2 separate regions of the Zea mays genome follow, and region 2 is linked to region 1. The links are chromatin contacts, called in public Hi-C maps. All regions are on one chromosome and are shown on one strand. The core of a region is the stretch at or near the end of the contact, and the rest is flanking DNA. Distances in the headings are between cores, read along the strand shown. Region 1 holds the start of LOC100283934. Region 2 holds the start of LOC100280512.

The links. Hi-C and Micro-C count contacts between places; a contact is called where the count stands out from the background.
Region 2: a contact with region 1 is called in a Hi-C map of tassel, with 5 times the contacts expected there. The contact joins the promoter of LOC100280512 here to the promoter of LOC100283934 in region 1. A contact is called at or near these places in 8 of 25 Hi-C or Micro-C datasets (bundle sheath, ear, leaf and 2 more).

What each region holds. Positions count from the first base shown.
Region 1 is chr6:56,358,540-56,361,289 of Zm-B73-REFERENCE-NAM-5.0, forward strand. LOC100283934 reads right to left here and starts at 1,412. Exons shown (of 1, transcript NM_001156832.1): 1 at 258-1,412. The coding sequence starts at 1,388. The coding sequence ends at 390.
Region 2 is chr6:57,010,640-57,013,389 of Zm-B73-REFERENCE-NAM-5.0, forward strand. LOC100280512 reads left to right here and starts at 1,389. Exons shown (of 19, transcript NM_001153432.1): 1 at 1,389-1,522; 2 at 1,610-1,665; 3 at 1,757-1,860; 4 at 1,959-2,088; 5 at 2,622-2,737. The coding sequence starts at 1,465.

The sequences.
Region 1 (2,750 bases), core at 162-2,661:
AAAAGAGGCCAGAGGTCAACCGTATATTATGTGTCTCGTGTGTTTACTCTATCGTGTTTATGGGAAGGGAGACGGGTACTCTACATCTTCTTACGCCTCTACTGCTGACGGGAGGGAAGAAAGCGGATCTGGTGATCCGTGGTAACGTAGTTCTCAACGCAAATGTACTGATAGCGTCACGCGCGGCAGATATTGCTTGGATAGAGCCGTCGTGTCGGAAGAGGAGAGGCAACAAAGGCCGACGTGATACAATTTTAGGTTTCAAAATAATAATGGTTTCTGTTTTTTTATCACATTTCTTGGACCTTTAATTTCAAGTTGATTGGTACTACCATCGATCAGCTTGTGATGTCTCAAGATAGACTAGGATGTTGTTAGTATCTTTTGATCTACGCGAGCTGGAAGAAACCTCTAGCGATGGTTCCATTGGCACCCCTGGGGAGGAACCCACCGGGGATCTGCTCGTTGCGCGAGCCGTAGAGGATGCGGAGCACCTCCGCAGGCGTGCGTTGGAACCCGAGCGAGTCCTCGCCGGCGCCGAGGATGTTGCTTATGGTGCGGCGCTCGGCGCCCTGCCGCCGGTCCAGCACCTTGACCCCTTCGTCCTTGGCGCCGCACCCGGACATCCGGTTGCGCCAGTCGGAGATCCGGCGCGTGAAGTCGGCCACGGTGTGGCCCTGGTACGGTGGGACGGCATCGTCGGCGCGCTGGTACAGCAGCAGCCGGATCACCGCGTCCTGCCCGGCCTCCACCGCCAGGATGCTCGCCTGGAGGCGCTTGGAGGCGTAGCCCATGAGGCTGGGGCCGATGCCCATGGCGGCGGCGGCGGTGACGTGCGGGAACACGTAGGAGGCGAGCAGGAAGTTGACGGGCCCGGCGTACGGGTCGAACGGCGGGTCCAGACGGACGCCCATGGCGTCGTCCATGACCATGGCGAAGCGGTCGGCGCCGAGGTCGATGGGCGGCCGCGGGAACCCGCCCACGGCCTGCCTGATGGCGCGGATGTGGCCCACCTCCTGGTACCCGAGCTCGGCGGCGACCTCGGTTGTGCGGAAGTCCAGGTCCGCCTTCCTGGCCCCGGACGGCCGAGGCCCGCCGCCGGACAGGTTGCGGTCCAGGAAGTCCACGCCACGTCCCAGCGCCGCGTGCAGGAACCACTCCGCCTCCACGAACTTGGCGTTGAGAAGGAACTGCAGTTGCTCCATGTCGCTCGGGTACACCGCCAGCGCGCCACGCCGCGGCGCCAGCGCGCGGCACCGCGGGTCCTCGGGGGCGCCCGCCGGAACGCTCGGCGGCACCACGGTGGCCTGAGACACCACGGCTAGAAGTAGGAGTGCGCCCGCTGCCAGGAGGAGGAGGTGGAGGGCGGCGTCACGCGCGCGCGCCATAGCTTGCTCTGCTGTTTGGGCGAGGGAGACCAGCTAGGGAGAGTGGAACATTTGTAGTGAGGTCGCAGTTAGTTAATTTTAGTTAGCGTGGATTTAGGAGGAAAATAGGGTTAGATTGAGTTTTGGCAGGCCACGAAATGCTTGTGTGGAGATGGTTAGGTTAACCACGTACCAAAGGGTCGACGGAAATTTCGTCAAATCTAATACAGAATACTTACAGAGTCGTATTTTCTTTAACAATCAATATACACTTTCATATGTTGCAACGCAAATTAACTACAAAGGCTTTCCGCCGACGGGATTTCCTTTTTTCCCTTTTTTTTATTTTTTCCTGTTAGAACTTGCAGTGCCAATCAAACTGATTCGAATTCCCTTGTATGAGTATTTCTTAACCAGTTCCCCTATTTTATCCTTTATTTCAAACTCAACTCTACAAACAATGTTAACAATATCATCTATAGTCGCATCTCTTATTTTACACGATACATCGAAGACAAATCAATGAGTTGGTGGCTCGGGTGGTCGCCTGCACCAACAACAATCAATCGATTAGGCCACACGATCAAACAACACAGTCCATACGATCGTGGAACTACACCGATCTGTATCGACACGATCAATTGATACTTTCCATGGTGTAACACCCCTGGTGTTACAAGAACTAAAACTTGGGCATGACATCATATGCATTGACATGTCATTATGTATGTTACACCTAGAGTGCATCCACTAGGCTAAAACTTCAAAACAAGTTGTGAGGTGATGACTTGAAGTGATCCTTAACCTTAGGATAGGGTACTTAGCCAAGGGATAGAGGTATGTGGGTGTGTATGATAACAAATTGAGTATTACCTCAAAGGTTAGTGGAAATGTTCATAAGAGCCTAAACATGGTGAAATTGAGTGGCACATAAACCATGGAACACTCAAAAACCCTAATTAAAACCCTAGAAACCCTAATTTGTGCTCTATGAGATGATTTCAATTTATATGCACTTTTGGACCAAAGTGCATATATCAAAGTGGTAGAGTATAAAAAACTAAGCAACTTTTACATTGGAAGATTTTCAAGTGTTGTGGAACAAAGTGGAGTTAATTGCAAAAAGCCCCAAGAGCACCCATAGGGCTTTACTCTGAAATCAGTGACATTAGGCCAAGTTTGTGACCTAGTATCTTTTAATCCATGGAGATTTTGCCATGGGTCATTACAACAAACTTGTAGAGCTATGTTAGTAGTTCAAGTTTGATTAAGTGATCTAACCCTAGAGCTACTTAGAAATTGGAGAAAAATTGACTAAAAGTGAGGTTGTAAGTCGGATCAGGCACTGAAGTTTGACTTACAGTGAACTCTAATGAACTTTGG
Region 2 (2,750 bases), core at 139-2,638, 650 kb after region 1:
CAAGAATATGCAATCTGTTTGCTAAATCTCTATGTGTGTAACTGCATATACTTCATAAGAAGGTATTTTACCATACTAAGACGGTTTTGCAAGGGTCAGAGAGCACATTTCTAAAATTAGCCTTTATAGAAGATTCAATGGAATATAGATATAGAAGATCGAAATCTGTCCTGATGATAATTGGTGTACTCTTTTTTCTGTGGTGGGTTTTCTTGAAGTTTATCACATGAGGTTTTTAATGACAACAAAGTGCAAATGCAATATACGTCACCATGCGTTTTTTCTCCATATTTTTTCTACTAGGTTTTTGAGAGTTTTAACAAGGCATGTGTTGGTCGCGATATTTGCCCGAGGGGGAGTGTTAAGAAACCATAGTATGGTTATATGGGCGAATACTAATTATACATCTGAGGGGTCTGACGTCTCTATATAAATGAATCTGTACCTCTTTATAAGAGAGAAGAGATTAGAAAGAGGCCAGAGACCCAATCTTATATTATGTGTCTCGTGTGTTTTTCTATCGTGCTTATGAGAAAGAAGACGAATCTTCTACAACTTTTGACGACTAATATACTGATAGGAGGGTAGTGAGCAGATCTGATTATAGTTATCAACAGTATCTACCCCGTTGGGCCAGAAGAGTGCAGCAGAACTAGGGGTGGAAACGAGCCGAGCCGAGCTCGACTCGGCTCGGCTCGCTGCAGCTTGCTCGTGTAACGAGCCGGGCTCGGCTCGCCCATCTGGCGAGCTCGAGAAAGCGGCTCGGCTCGGCTCGCTCCGGGCTCGCGAGCCGGCTCGCCGAGCCAACGGGCCTATCAATAAACGTAAATCTGCTCTATAAATTATAATATAAAATCTTAAAAATATTTTAAATAACATATTTTAAATTAGTAAAATAGATATATCACTAATATAATATAGAAAATAGATTATTTTTTATAGTAATATCAAATAACAGAAATTAATTGTCTACTCCTTACTAATATTATATGTTAATTAAGATTTTATATAACAAATTGTTGTTAGGACGAGCCACGAGCCAGCTCGCGAGCTGCACCGAGCCGAGCCGAGCTGACTCGCTCTTTTCACGAGCCACAAAAACAGGCTCGGCTCGGGCTCGTTCTATGCGTCGAGCCGGACCGAGCCGAGCTGAGCTGCTGCGAGCCCGAGCTCGTCGAGCTCGAGTTTTTTTTTCTCGCCCTAAGCAGAACAACAGCAGCCAGCGCCGCCCGAGCCCTGCAGGCCTGCACGCCATCCTCCTCCAGTCCTCCACCCTGTATGGCGCCCCGCCAACGAGCCCCGAGCTACCAAACGGGCCCAAAGTGAAGTCTGGGCCTTTAGCTGTTCGGCCCATCAAAGGCACCAGCTTCAGCATCAACGCCTCCGCTGCCGTCGCTCCGGACTCACCGCTAGGTTTTTCCTCCTGCCGCCGCCTCCCAGACCGTCTCCTCCGCCCCAGCCGGGATGCCGACGGTGAGCGTCGGCCGGGATCGTCTCTTGGCTGCCATTGGTCGAACCTACAGTAAGTTTGACTTCCTTTGCGCAGTCCCTCCCCAAAAGCCCAGCTCTTCCCTCCGCAACAGCTCGTAACCAATCCTACTGGCTGCAGCACAGGAGGAGTTCGAGGCGCTCTGCTTCGAGTTCGGCATCGAGCTGGACGATGTGGTGAGCATATCTCTCCGCCATTGCCCCTCCCGTCCGCTGTGCTGGCAGTGGCGTTGTCTGAATTTTGAGGGTTTTGGGTCTGCGTCTGCAGACGACGGAGAAGGCTATTATCAGGAAGGAGAAGCACCTCGAGGACGACAGTGAGGTGGACGAAGATGACGAGGTCATCTACAAGATAGAGGTTGCCGCCAACAGGTCAGCAGATTTTGTTTTCGTCAAGGAATCGATGTTACTAGAGTACTAGGTATGCAGGATTTTGGAAATCCGGTAAAAACTTGGAACAATGCATGCAGATATGATTTGCTATGTCTTGAAGGACTAGCAAGAGCTCTTCGTGTTTTCACTGGGACTGAAGCAAGCCCTGTATTCCAAGTTTCATCAATCCCTCGGGGTTCAATGCTTCAGATGCATGTTAAACCAGAGGTAATGTCATGTTGTTGGGACTTGCAGTGCATTTTAAATAACATCCTAGAAGAAACTACTAGATTTCTTCAGTTTTCCATCTCTAGGCAGTAGAGAAAATTGTACAGCAGCACTGTTTAGTGTATGTTATGGCTATGCACTTGAATCAGTCGACTTTTGGATATGGAAATGGAATGTTATGTCTCCAGGATAATGGGAAAATGATGTGTGAAACTGTCAGTTTTGGAAGGAAAAACGGAAGCAATACCCTACTGGCATTTTTCATGCTATTAAAATATGTATTTTTTTGGTGCATCCTCTTTGTAATGTTTTATTATTGTTGTGAAAACGATTATAGCTTGAAGCGGATGCTAAGTGTTAGGATATTAACATATTTGTGATTTTGATATTTGCCTGTTATTACTAATTCTAGAAGCTATATATTAACGGATTAGTGTTGTATTTCTAATTTTGATGTTGATCTTATCCTCCAGAATGGTATATTCATGTTCTTATTTTCTTCCAGTGTAATCCTTGATTTGGTGTTTTTTCAGACTTCAAAAATTAGACCGTACATAGTTTGTGCTGTCCTAAGAGGGGTAACTTTTGATGAAGCAAGATACAACAGCTTCATTGATCTTCAAGACAAACTCCACCAAAATATCTGCCGGTATCACTTATCT